Linked DNA regions of Salmo salar: region 1 is linked to region 2. A link is a contact called in public Hi-C data. All regions are on one chromosome and are shown on one strand. Each heading gives the region's core, a stretch centred on a gene start, on an enhancer-like site or on the middle of the called end of the contact. The rest is flanking DNA. Distances are from core to core; before and after follow the strand shown. Region 1 has its middle 34 kb from the start of hecd2. Region 2 holds the start of LOC106589379 (protein phosphatase 1 regulatory subunit 3C-B).

Region 1 (7,367 bases), core at 169-2,668, 62 kb before region 2:
CTTATCCTCTGCAGCAGAGATAACTCTGGGTCTTCCTTTCCTGTGGTGTACCTCATGCGAGCCAGTTTCATCATAGCACTTGATGGTTTTTGCGACTGCACTTGAAGAAACGTTCAAAGCTCTTGAAATGTTCCGGATTGACTGACCTTCATGTCTTAAAGTAGATGGACTGTCATTTCTCTTTGCTTATTTGAGCTGTTCTTGCCATAATATGGACTTGGTCTTTTACCAAATAGGGCTATCTTCTGTATACCAACCCTACCTTGTCACAACACAACTGATTGGCTCCAAAAAAATCCACAAATTAACTTTTAACAATACTTTTTTTGGTTACTACATGATTCCATATGTGTTATTTCATAGTTTTGATGTCTTCAATATTATTCTACAATGTAGAAAATAGTAAAAATAAAGAAAACCCTGGAATGAGTAGGTTTGTCCAAACTTTTGACTGGTGCTGTATATAAAAAGCATTGCTTATAGATTTAGTCTTGTGTTTCAGGATCTTGCTCATGGGCTGGCAGAACTTCTCAGCTATGAAGGCAACGTGGAGGAGGACTTCTGCACAACCTTTCAGGTTGGGAAAACACATTCATTCTTGTTCACAATAACACCTGTGAAACATAATGTCTTTGACTTCACAATAATCAATACTGTTACAGCACAAGGGAAGCACTCCACTAATGTGATGATCATTTTAGGTGTCGCAGGAAGAACTAGGTGTGATCAAGTCCTACAATCTGAAACCAGGAGGAGATAAGATTCCTGTTACCAACCAGAACAGGAAGGGTAAGTGAGGAGTAGACAGACTGCCAAACACCAGAGGAAAGACAACTGTCCTGCAGTAGCATGTGATATCTAACAGTGCCTTTCAGACTATGTGGCATTTGTTTGTTCTCTCATAGTTGAATGATTGTTTGATTATTCTTGTCTTTGCAGAGTATGTCCAGCTGTACGTAGATTTCCTGCTGAATAAGTCCATTTACAGGCAGTTTGCTGCCTTCTTCTATGGCTTCCACAGTGTGTGTGCCTCCGACGCTTTGTTGGTAAGAATATCAAGACTTTTACTATCAAAGGGAATAAATTAATTCTAATTGGTGTGACCAACTGTAGAAAAACGTTATGAATTCCAACTGTCATTATAGGTTTTTGGATAAAGTATATCACTATCACAGAGAATTCAGAGGACATCATTTCAGTGCCAGCTGGTCCTGTTTGAAGTGTCAGAAGTCAATAGTTTAGTCAACTCCTATAGAACGCTTTCTGATTAGGCAGCATCGTGATCATGAGGCCCGGAGAGGCAACGAGGAGTGCAGGATTGGAAGCTCAACTGTGAGTGCGTGCATGTGTGTGAGTGAGTCTACTGTTCCTCGCTGCCTGTTCACAGAGGCTCCCCACCCCCTCTCTTGGCACAGGCCTCCTAACGGGGGTGTTTGTGTGTGTGTGTGTGCTCTGTCTCCACTTAGTGACCAGGGCTCATTGGGCCAAAAGGGGGAGGCTCGTATGAGTGGCCTATTTAAAGAGTACGTAGGGAACCACAGTGGCAGGGTTGACGTCCACCATGAATATCAATCAGACAGACCACAAATCTGCTGTATTCATGCAGAACCAGCCCAGCTTTAGGGTTAGATTTGCATGGTTTAACATGAGAGGATCTGGATCACTCTGGTCGTTGTCAGTTGGTTTCCCAATAGTTATTTAACTGTTGCTAGGCTCTGTGAGCCCTGTGAGTATCCTCACTGATCTGCTGACAGAAACCTATCAGCGTACTGTGTAACTAACAAGGAGTGAAATACAGGTAACTGCCAAAATAAAGGAAACACCACCATAAGGTGTCTTAATAGGGCATTGGGCCACCACGAGCCAGAAAAGCTTCACTGCACCTTGGAATAGATTAGTACAAAAAAAATAAAATAATAATAAATGTATGAAATGTATGCATTCACTACTGTAAGTCGCTCTGGATAAGAGCGTCTGCTAAATGACTAAAATGTAAAAATGTAAAATGTAATTCTACAAGGGTTTGGAACTCTATTGGAAGGATGAGACACCATTCTTCCATGAGAAATTCCATCATTTGGTTTTTTGTTGATGGTGGTGGAAAACGCTGTCTCAGGTGCCCCTCCAGAATCTTCCATAAGTGTTCAATTGGGATGAGATCTGGTGACTGAGACGGGCATGACATATGGCTTACATCGGCCATGGCATATGGCTCAGCAAAAAAATAAACATCCCTTTTTCAGGACCCTGTCTTTCAAAAATAATTCGTAAAAATCCAAATAACTTCACAGATCTTCATTGTAAAGGGTTAAAACACTGTTTCCCATGCTGCTTGTTCAATGAACCATAAACAATTAATGAACATGCACCCTTGGAACGGTCGTTAAGACACTAACAGTTTACAGACAGTAGGCAATTAAGGTCACAGTTATGAAAACTTAGGACGCTAAAGAGGCCTTTCTACTGACTCTGAAAAACACCTAAATAAAAATGCCGAGGGTCCCTGCTCATCTGCTTGAACGTGCCTTAGGCATGCTGCAAGGAGGCATGAGGACTGCAGATGTGGCCAGGGAAATAAATTGCAATGTCCGTACTGTGAGACGCCCAAGACAGCGCTATAGGGAGACATGACGGACAGCTGATCGTCCTCGCAGTGGCAGACCACGTGTAACAACAACAGGATCGGTACGTCCGAACATCACACCTGCGGGACAGGTATAGGATGGCAACAACAACTGCCCGAGTTACACCAGGAAGGCACAATCCCTCCATCAGTGCTCAGGCAGTCCGCAATAGGCTGAGAGAAGTTGGACTGAGGGCTTGTAGGCCTGTTGTAAGGCAGGTCCTCACCAGAAATCACCAGCAACAACGTCGATCTGTGGGCACAAACCCACCATCGCTAGACTGGCAAAAAGTGCTCTTCACTGACGAGTCGCGGTTTTGTCTCACCAGGGGTGATTCGTGGTCGGATTCGTGTTTATCGTCGAAGGAATGAGCGTTACACCGAGGCCTGTACTCTGGAGCGGGATCGATTTGGAGGTGGAGGGTCCGTCATGGTCTGGGGCGGTGTGTCACAGCATCATCGGACTGAGCTTGTTGTCATTGCAGGCAATCTCAATGCTGTGCGTTACAGGGAAGACATCTTCCCTCATGCCGTACCCTTCCTGCAGGCTCATCTTGTCATGACCCTCCAGCATGACAATGCCACCAGCCATACTGCTCATTCTGTGTGTGATTTCCTGCAAGACAAGAATGTCAGTGTTCTGCCATGGCCAGCGAAGAGCCCGGATCTCAATCTCATTGAGCACGTCTGGGACCTGTTGGATCGTAGGGTGAGGACTAGGGCCATTTCCCCCATAAATGTCCGGAAACTTTGCATGTGCCTTGGTGGAAGAGTGGGGTAAAATCTCACAGCAAGAACTGGCAAATCTGGTGCAGTCCATGAGGAGGAGATGCACTGCAGTACTTAATGCAGCTGGTGGCCACACCAGTTACTGACTGTTATTTTTGATTTTAACCCCCGCTTTGTTCAGGGACACATTATTCAATTTCTGTTAGTCACATGTCTGTGGAACTTGTTCAGTTTATGCCTCAGTTGTTGAATCTTGTTATGTTCATACAAATATTTACAAATGTTAAGTTTGCTGAAAATAAATGAGAGGACGTCTCTTTTTTTGCCTGGTTTATATGGGTTTTTTTACCCCTTTTTCTCCCCAATTTTGTGGTATCCAATTAGTAGTTACACTCTTGTCTCATCGCTGAAAATCCCGTACGGACTCGGGAGAGGCGATGGTCGAGAGCCATGCGTCCTCCGAAACACGACCCAACCAAACTGCACTGCTTTTGTTTCACTCATTTACTGAAGTGTTTCCATTATTTTGGCAGTTACCTGTACTACCTCAACCATCCTTAATAGGCAAACCATGGTCCATATCTGGACCCAGAACAGCGTCAATATGGAACGAAGGTGACATATGCACAATTAAGACATGCAAAAATGTTAAGAATTGCAGGAAATAAGTTTTAAAACAAACATTTTCTTTCCACCCTATGGTAAAATGTGTAGAATTGCAGAAAATTTGCTTTAAAACTGCAACATTTCTCTCCACCAACAAGAGGTGTGTGTTTGTCGTGGACAGTGCCTGAGTTGGGGTAGGGGTTTATTAATACACTGATAAATGGCAATGTACATCTGGACCTTTGCCGCCTAGGAAATGTGTGTGAACTGACCCTTTCCAATAGTATTTGAGAACCCCTGGACAACACCAAGTAATCAATCAATTAAAGTTGACAAGATTGAAATAGACTGGGGTACTGCAATTAACTGTGTGTAGTGAACTGTCAGATAAGCTGACAGCAGTGAGCTCAGGGATCTGTCTGGGCAAGGATTCTGCTGTACCAGCAAAAACAAATATTTGACTGTTCAATTATCTGTTTGGTGTACGTGTCAGTGAATGCCAGAGTTGGTATTTACTGTACGCCACAACCTAACCGACCCCACCACAAACCACAGTCAAACATTAATTAGCCTAACTGCTTTTCCCTTTGCAGCAAATGTAGCATGCTGATTCATCCTTTTTGGATACTGTAGATAGAAAAGAAACACAAAAATAGAAATGTAGTATGCATGTACCAGCAATATCATTTTCAACAGGATCAACCCCTACAAAAATATCCATAAATTATAATCCGTATAATAATTCACATTTCCTGTTGCTACTGGATTATTTCCCTGCTGCAGCAAACTGGGTCAAATTAATATCCTACATTTGTATTAGTCCACTCAGTTCTTGCAAATCAGGAGATTTTCCCTCTTTGCTTTCCAAGGCAGTGCATGCGCCTATAAGCAGGCTCGTACTATACATGTATGTTCATGCTGGTCAATGATAGTGTGACAGTGGGATAGAAGCATGTAATGTACATGTAGGAAAAGTCAGCTATAGCCCCCCCACATAGCCCCACGCCAGCAAAAGCAATCGTCTTTCAAACCAGCTCATTGTGACAGTTGCGCAACAGTTGTCTACGCTCTCATTGGTTATGCAACTCTGCTTTGACAGTTATAACTCACCAGCTGCCTGGTGGGGTGAGGGAAGAGGGGGTGTGGCAGACAAGGTTTGAACCGTCCCAGATTCTTCAGTAACTCTATATCCCAGCTGGAACTTGCCATTGGCTTGTCTTGCTTTAACTAGTCAATGGGTTGTATTTCTGTTTGCACTCCGTGGACACGGTGAAACTCTGATGCTGTGAGGTGGTTGTGTAGACCGTGCACTGCCTGACACAGACGTCTGGGTGTGTTTTGATAAGGTGGAGTCACAGATATGAAGAGTGCATGGGAGTGAATGTGGTCAAGGACCGAGTGATACAGAGAAAATATGCAACTATGTCAAATAGGGTTTGCAAAATGAGGCCAAATGTATCAAGTTAGCAACAGATTGGATACTGTATCTGATAAATACAGTTTAGGCAGTGTGTGACACAATGATCCATACATATGGCACGCTGATCATGCACCCCATTCCCTTACTATGACACTGTACCATAGTCATTGATGGTTCTGTTTAAGTGCACATTTTGTGCAGCACTAGTGCAATGAACAGGGATTCATGATTCAGACTACCATGATCGTAACTAATTGTCTTGTGTCATGCAGTAGGTTAGTTTTAATGGGCAACTCCACTTCCTGATTTTTTTGGGTTCATTAAGAAATGCTAGCGATTAGCTTCAGCCGGCTGGTGTGTGACTGTGGCAAAGTCGGTTTGACTTTGGATAACCTAGCTCTGGGGCTAGTTAGGGTCCGTCAACACAATGTAAATGAGACAATATTTTCATGTTGCACACCTTTTAGTTTTCTCATGAAATGCTTTCAATATTTGTATTTGAATTTCTACAATGTATAATTGGTTTGAGGTTTTTAAGTCATTGAAATTTGGAGCTATTGGAATTTTTACGTATTGTCCAATGTTAATTGTGTAATTTTACAGATAGTCGCAAACCAGCCCTACCGGGATATCCAAAGTCAACCCAAATTTACCACAAGCATTACAATCGGGTTGCGTGCAGCTGTAGTCCGAATTGGTGATTACTTGTGTGCTGCCAGCTGTGGTTATGTGGGTAGGATTGAAACAAACTCAAATTTACGCTAGGATGCAGTAATGAATACAAGTGTTACAAAACTCAGTTTTTGATTAGAGTGACTGACCAAAATGATCCTACTTCCACTTTGTAGTCAATTTTGACAGTAGAATAAATATTTCTGACACATATTGTTGCCACGTAGGCTGTTTTCTAAATGAGAAGTTGCTCTTTAATGGACAAAATTCCATCCCATTGGGCACATACTAGTTGAATCAACGTTGTTTCCACGTCATTTCAATTAAATTATGTTGAACCAATGTGAAATAGACATTGAATTGATGTCTGTGCCTAGTAGGATGGTAGTGATTAGTGATTGGTTGGCTTGTGAAATCCTGTAGTTTCACTGGAATCCCAGGTGTCCTGTATTTTCATATCCTGTAGTTTTACTTGTCAGACTACCATGATATTGATTCCATGTCTTGTCCCTCTTGTTTTAGTTGCTGAGGCCAGAGGAGGTGGAGATCCTGGTGTGTGGCAGTCCCAACCTGGACATGAGCTCTCTGCAGAAGGCAGCCCAGTACGAGGGCTACAGCAAGACTGACCCCACCATCAGGTACTGTAAACCCATCATCATATCATTCATTTTGTAAAAAGGTTTGATATTAAAGCCATTATCCTGAGTTTCTAAATGACCATTGAACAGTAGGAAATATCCCAGATGGTGAATTTTACGCAGGGATGAGCACTGACCTCAACCCCATCGAACACCTTTGGGATGAATTGTAGCGCCGACCGCGAGCTAGGCCTTCCATTCAGCCACAAGAGCATTAGTGAGGTCGGGCACGGATGTTGGGCGATTAGGCCTAGCTCGCAGTCGGCGTTCCAATTCATCCTAAAGATGTTCAATGGGGTTGAGGTCAGGGCTCTGTGCAGGCCAGTCAAGTTCTTACACGTCGATCTGGACAAACCATTTCTGTATGGACCTCGCTTTGTGCATGGGGGCATTGTCATGCTGAAACAGGAAAGGGCCTTCCTCAAATTGTTGGCACAAAGTTGGAGGCACAGAATCGTCTAGAATGTCATTGTATGCTGTAGCGTTAAGATTTCCCTTCTCTGGAACTAAGGGGCCTAGCACAAACCATGAAAAATAGCCCCAGACCATTTTTGCTCCTCCACCGAACTTTACACTTGGCACTATGCATTCGGGCAGGTAGCGTTTTCCTGGCAACCGACAAACCCAGATTCGTCCATCAGACTGCCAGATGGTGAAGCATGATTCATCACTCCAGAAA
Region 2 (7,615 bases), core at 1,780-4,279:
CTGGCAACATTCGGGTGACTTACTTACATTATACTGATATTCTGGTGGTTTACCGTACATCTAACACCAAGGAATAGGTCCAGCTATTATAGGGCAAATAAAGCTAATTATGTTGATATAAACTCACCAAAACAACTCTCCATGTACAAAATGCTAAACCTAAATGCTAAAAATATGAATTAAAGTGCAGGCTCCCAAATTTGGAGTGGTCTTTCTGCTTTTGAAATCAGCTTTACTCACTGTGTATACAGGTGGTGAAGTAATGCCATTGTATTACAAACTGCTTAACGGACAATCAAAGTAACATTACAAAGGAAGGCATCTATGTTACGACAAATCATAATTGAACACATTTCCAAGGCTATAAAATGCTTTAGTTCACTGCAACAATTGAGTACACTATTATATCTGAGCCTCTAATGCCCTTTGCAATTTGTAATTCATTCCAGACAATTTAAATCATAATATTTGTGTGGCTATGATGGCATTTTACCACAATGCTTTATGTTGTGTACAGGTACACAATGATTATGGGGTTAACTCGGTGACAACAACAGGTGGTTACAGGATCAAATGGTTGTTTATAGATTTCTGTTTCTTCACATATACCCACAAACATGAAGAGACAGCACATTCTGAACCTTTCCACTGCAGTGACAAAAACAAACATGTCCATTCTAGGGCCCCACAATGACCGCAACGGTTGACGCTCCAATCATCTTAACGGTTCAGATTGTGGTTATATCTTCATTGTTAGGGGGGGGGGGCAGCACTCTCATATGAACACACAGTTAAATGTTCTGCTGTCACTCAAATGGAGTTGATGTTATGAGTGCATCTTGTGGATTTCTCATAAAGGCCCTGTTGTTGCTTCACCAGTATGGGGCCGTGGTCTCTATGCGTCCCTGGCTCTGCCATTCAGGGAAGAATCCACTGGACGTCCTCGGGCTCCCGAACTGGTCAAACTCCATCTCCGTCGTCTTGCCGTCTCTCTTGAACTCAACTGGTGCGGTGGTCCGGATGATGGGGTTGCTGGTCTGGTCAGCGTCTGTGTCGTTGTGGAGCAACTTGTAGTTCTTCTCGTCGTTGTTGTCCCAGTACGTCTGATCCTGGGTGGTGAAGCATATGCAGAACTCCACACGCTCCTGTGAGGGCACAGAACTTGGCAGGTCGACGGTGAAAGCGAAGGTGTCCGTGTCCAAACAACCGTACACATTGTTCAGGTACGTACATGCAATGTCCGTGTGTGTTTTCCATGAGTCAAACGTTATCCGGATGGAGACCAATTTCTCAAAGCTTACGTTCCTGACTTTCACAGTGCCAGTGAGTGACCGTTCCTGGAGTGTGCAGTTCTCCAGACACACTTGGTTCTTCTTAAGCCGGTTCCTGAAGTCAAGGTAATCTGCAGCAGGCTGAGGGAAGTCCAGAGTAAAACTTTTCTCTATGGAGACCTTCAGGCCGTTGGTGTCATTGGCCAGGTCAGACAGGTCAAATTGCAGGTCAGACAGTGGGTCCTCCTCAAACTCCTTGAACACGTGGATGGCCGTTAGTGACATGCCTTTTGAATCGGCAAAGACCACCCGCTTCTTCCCGTTGGCCTTGGGACTCTTCCATCCCAGGCTGGAGGCCTCTACCTCCTGTTTGGAGCTGATGCACGGCCTCAGTGGTTTGTAGCAGTTGGCCAGGTTTCGCGATCGGCAGTCCTCGTACGTGCTGAAGAAGCTGCGGAGGGGCGGAGAGCTTGCCAGGCAGATCCTCATGGCTACATCTACTGGCATGATAGGACCTGGCATCGGCCTGGTGTTCAACATGTGTAGGACCCTGTTGAAAAAGAAGACCGTACCAAGAGGACAACGAGGTTCTAGGTGAAACTGTTATATGTTCAGGTGAAACTGAAAATAGTCAAGCCCATGCAGGACGTGGTCAAAGAAAGTAATAGAAAGAAAGTAACTCATGTCAGAAGTCTGTGCACAGGCTATGCTGTGTAAGAGGTAACAATATTTTAGGCATACTCAAACCACACTTTCGTAGTAATATTGTATGCAGAAATGCTTTCGTTATTTTTGGGGATTGATGTAGTTCATTAATTGAAAGAGACCTGTCATCTAAATTAATCCAACACAGATGTGTAAAAGTATTCAATACATTTGTTACTGGAACAGTTTGAACATCTACATTGATAATAATACTCAAAATAGTTTATAGCAGGCTATAATAATCGTATGTAGGGAGCTATATTGCATACTTTTACAATTCAAATAGGCCTAATTCTTTTCCAGAAAATATTCAGCAATAGCTTACTAAAGTCCAGAAGATAAACAGCTATCCAACTTTCAAGTCCTTGCTCACACGATAATGGCTGTGCCACATAGACTATAGGTTTATAGTTTTCATGTAGATGATGGGGGTAGTAGGCTTGGGTATAAATAGGTGACCTTTTATCTAGTGGTATGCAACAATACTGGCCGGTCAATGAAAATGTAATAAAAAGTATCACAGGCAAAAGAAAACTGGTTAGTGAGTCAATCTATTCTATTTCATCTACAGATGTAATCTCACCTGGGATTGAAAAACGATTATATTTAAGAAACTTTTCGTTTTTATGAATTGCGCAGTTCAAAATTCATGCCCCATCCAATGACAGTAGTTCGTTCTATCGAAGCGCTTCATATCTGACGCACTGTGAGCTTACCTTGTGCAATTCATTGGAAAGCGTTGAAACAGCCCGAAACATTAAATGTTGCTGATGAATAAACGGACTTAACTTCATAAGAACAGAATTGTGTTATTTTTTTATTTTTCCATTCCAATGAAGGTTGAGGATCCCGAACGCTGCGTGGCACGCCCACTTCACCTCTGCAGTCCAGCTGTACTGACAATGGCTTAAGCGCTCTCCAGTCTCCATCTGTACATCCGGACGACTCGCATACTGCTTCAAATTAACCCCGGATGATAGCCAATGGAAAAGCCAAACGCCGAGCGCTCGAGCAATCAGCGACCAGCTCAGCGTTGCGCGTCTACCGTCCTACCCGAGGTGCTGAAATGTCTAGTCGGTTCAGGTTACGTTGCAGGATGGGGAATGGAGAATATTTCGATTTTTAGTCATAATAGACCTCTACTGGTTGTTTTTATGTTTAGCAACTAAATATGTGCATGTCAATAACACATAGTTTGTAGTCTATACATTATAGACATCTATAATACCATATCTCATATTTTGAAGATAGACCTGAGGCATTTCGGACCATTCCATTAGACTATTTGTGAAATTCCAGGTCTAACTAACTCTAGTTGGAAAATTAGGGGATCATAATCTAAATATAACCATGCCAAAGTGGGAGCCTGGGCTGGGAGACATTTCTTTGAGATCTCAGGCAGCTGTAGGCTTTGAAATACCTCCACCCTGACACAGCAAATCTATTTGAACTTGTCTGAGCAGAGTATCAGTTCATCATAGGGGTATGATCATCTGCTAGGTGCCATGCTAGCGAGGACAACTTCTGCACTGAAGCGTCCTGGGGAAACTGTTTATATTTGTCTCTGCTGGCTTTAGAGCAGTGCAGATTACTGTAGCTCTTCTTAGCTTGGACGTGACTGAGATTCTTCTAGTCTCTACGGGGAGATAAGGTGCTATACATGACTCTTACATCATTGCAGTAGGAATATTTAAAGAATTTCCGTTCCATAACTGACTTGAGTTACAACTGTGTAAATGGATGATCTACTTTCACAATATGATGTGTAATATCCCCGAATGTAAAAGCAAATACTAAAACAATCCAATCTAGATATGGCTTATAAAAACTTGGTAAAGGCAAAAAAGGTTTCTCACACAGTAGTCTGTCTAAAAACGTTTCTGATTGCAACCTATTTCCGCATAGCAACCATTTGGCTTGAAGCCAAGTACTGCGCTTCCCTGGTTCAGTGTAGTGTACTGTAGGTCTAGCGGTCACAGTCAGGAGTTCTTGCAAATTCGTTGGTTTTTGCATAACAGGAAGTTAAGTTTAATGACGGTCTGCATATCTGCAGAATGCATGCTCACTGTTATACAGTAACTTCCTGAGCAACTGAAAGACATACTAGTGACACACAGAGATAGTGTAAGTGAATCTCTAAATATAGTATCTAAGTAAGGATGAAATTGCAGCAGCAGCCTAAAATAGCCATAATAGTGTGCCTGTTGCTTTCTTTTTATCAGGACCCATTGAGGCTTAGTTTCACATGGTTCAATATCCTTTAAAAGTGCACACCTCACCTGCGTTTTCTTCCACCATACTGTCATTGGAATTTGAAATGAGTCAGCATTATTAATACTTTTCCTGAGGCAAAACAATACTGTGTGGGAACGCCTTCAGATCCAAATCTTTATAGTTCCTTATACTTGAGGCACTGGCCCAAGAAAACACTGCAAACTTCTGTTATAGTTATGCTATTATTATTTCTATTTGTAACAAAATCTTTTCTATTCTTGTGTTGGATATTTCCTCTAGCATTTGGATGTGGTTTGAATGATTGACCAAGATGCGTAGTTCAAACTTTATTCAGGTCAAAATGCTTTCCTGGCTGATATCCCTGCAAGTGGTAGAGTACCCATATCACAACAATGAATTGTTATGAATTCTGGATCGGTAAAGTCAGATGGTAGGCCTACCTGAAGGATTCACTCTACAGTGTTTAATCTGGCAGTCTGTCTAACAACCCAACTGAGTAGAAAAATACATTGTTTCAGACTTGAAATGACATAAATGATTCTTAGGGAGTAGGGACATATTTTTGAAATGCAGCCAAAATGCATACTCGTCCCTTTAAAAATATCATGATGTAATCCATACTGTATTGGGCCAACAAAATGATGATTGGTCCTTTGTAAACATGTACCACAACTTTTGATAAGTATAGTCTACTGAGCTATTTGTTGGTATCTTTTTGAATGTGGCTTATTTGGTTCATATACAGTATCAACCAATAAACTGATGATTCACACTACCATATGAAATGACATCATAGAACATGGAGTCATTCCCACATTCAGATCTTCCCACATTGAAGTACTCTCCTAACAGCCTATAGGGGGTGCTGATATGAATAGAGGGCCAGAAACAGGGGCCCGGCAGCTACTGAGAAGTATTTTTAGCACGCAGGTTCAGATGCTTTTGCCTTGTCCTCACCAGACTGTAGTTACATAGGTCATTGGAACTAGAAGTAACTTCATATCATCAATTTCATTCGATTTTTTTGTGTTGAAAATGGAACCCTTCAACCGAAGAACTACAGTACCAGTCAAAGGTTTGGACACCTACTCATTCCAGGGTTTTTCTTTATTTTTACTATTTTCTACATTGTAATACATATGGAATCATGTAGTAACTAAACAACTGTTAAAAAAAAACAAAATACATTGGAGATTTGAGATTCTTCCAAGTATCCACCCTTTTTGCCTTGATGACAGCTTTGCACAATCTTTGTGTTTTTGTTTACTACATGATTCCATATGACATTTCATAGTTTTATTCTACAATGTAGAAAATAGTAAAAATAAAGAAAAACCCTTGAATGAGTAGGTGTGTCCAAACTTTTGACTGGTACAGTATATATATCCATTTTGGAAAATGTTGGTGATATGGTATATTTCTAGTTGTATAGTCAATATGAACAGTCCAGAGTCTTGATATTACATACAGACTATAAATAGACAACATTACAATACATTTCCATCTCAGTGAATTTACAATAAGATAGAAAATAGTAATCAGAAAATGAAAATAGCACATACAGTATATGTTTCTTTATTTGAAGGGTTGAATTATCCTCCTTACATATTTATCATAGAGAACACATTATTAATTTCATGTGCAGGTTTTGGGATGGCACAACTGGCTATCTGATCTGTGATAAATCGGACACTGCTCAGTTGTCCAGACCACTTGAAGTGGAGCCAATACACCAGTATTTACACAGAAAATTCAAGGTCAAACTCACTTAAAAAAAAAAAATGTGAAAACTGGTGGTAAGCCATTGGACAGATACAAGAGGTGAGATGTATGGCAAGAGCAGGCCCAGCATACCATGAAACTAGCATAGACGTATATTACATTAAATAGACAGTATGGGGTAATAACTTGGTAATAATATTGCATCAAATTCTTTCCCATATTATTTTCCACCTGAAGTATAAACCATTTTTGAGCATTTTCTGTAGGGTTGTATAGGTGGTATAAATATAACAGGCATATAGGCCTGCTACTGCAAAAATGTGACCATGAACACCATCCAGTGACAAATTAAGAAGAGAAGACTGCAGTGAAGAGACAATTAGATGATCATATTCTTCCTCATAATAATGAAATTATGTTTTTTAAGTAAGTGTGACCTTTATTTCATAGATAACTCGATTTCCAGTCAGTGCATAATGCTTCATAAGTGGTTTCATTACAAAAAGGAGTCACAACCAGAGGCGATGCTCAGCACAGCAGCACGACTGGATTTTAGGCGTCTCATCACGTGATGGGTGAAAATATCTCGTTTTTTTTTAGAACCGTTCTCCTGGCAGCATTATGCTAGCAGCACAATCGCTGATTTGTTTATTCTCCAAATAAGAGTCCCCCTACAAAGACATGATAGAATTTGGAAACAACGATTATTTTTAAACTCTCGTTCTGTACAATTGTTTTTCACAGCATTGCAACTGCCTTCAAAAAAAGGATGATTTGACATACTTTTTAATATTGTATTATTTATACCAGCATTTCTTTCGTAAGTTTACACCACTACTGGAATGTTGAAAGTGATTGTGTAGGGTAAAGAAATAACACTTTTAATAAAATACAATATGTGTAATTGGAATTACTCAATAAAGTCTACAAAACGTAAATTGCTCTATTGTGCTGGGCAGCGGGTGTAATACAGAGTACTGGTGACTCCGTTCTCCACCCACTCCATGCACTGCAATGCAATACACTGCACATTAATTAAATATTGGTTTATATAGAAAAAACTATTATTTGTGTTGATGTAAAAGTGGGATTGGGATTACTCAGTAGGGTCTGTAGAACCTATATATGGTGTTACTTCTTGGGGGACTGAGTTCTACATATCCAGCAGCACTTTTTAGTCCACCCATTCCAGTGGTCCCAATGCAGAAGACTGTAGGCCTATAAATTACATATTTATTTTTATAAAAACAACTCCATGTGCAAAAGTAAAAGTGGCATTGGGAGTACTCAGTAGGGTCTGTAGAATCTATATATGGTGTCATTTCATGGGGCACAGAATAATACAGTGTTGCTGGCCTTTTACTCCGCCTATTACATTGGCAACAATAGAAAAAACTGTGCCCCATGAAGACCCTACTGAGTACTCCCAACACCACTTTTACATCGGCACAAATAATCGTTTTTTATCTATAAGCCAATATGTAATGCATACACAGTGCATTCGGAAAGTATTCAGACCCCTTCACTTTTTCCACATTTTGTTACATTACAGTCTTATTCTAAAATGTTTTTTCCCTCATCAATCTACACACATTACCTCATAATGACAAAGCAAAAACAAGTTTTTAGAAATGTTTGCACATTAATACAAAAAAAACGGAAATAGCACATTTATATAAGTA

What was found. A called contact is a pair of places that touch in the nucleus more often than the background predicts.
Region 1: a Hi-C map of muscle shows a contact between it and region 2, with 5 times the contacts expected there. The contact joins the enhancer-like site here to the promoter of LOC106589379 in region 2. A contact is called at or near these places in 2 of 3 Hi-C or Micro-C datasets (gill and muscle).

The regions. Positions count from the first base shown.
Region 1 is chrssa28:6,707,997-6,715,363 of Ssal_v3.1, reverse strand. It overlaps a transcript of hecd2 not described here. Among protein-coding and RNA genes, the nearest start is that of hecd2, 34 kb to the left of the region's middle. Within about 2 kb of position 1,418, at least 3 of the 13 cell types and tissues checked have an H3K27ac peak or open chromatin away from gene starts, as enhancers often do. A contact at or near this core is called in muscle, where this site is marked.
Region 2 is chrssa28:6,647,770-6,655,384 of Ssal_v3.1, reverse strand. It overlaps LOC106589379 (protein phosphatase 1 regulatory subunit 3C-B), which reads right to left and starts at 3,029. Exons shown (of 2, transcript XM_014179269.2): 1 at 2,693-3,029; 2 at 1-1,821. The coding sequence starts at 2,706. The coding sequence ends at 873.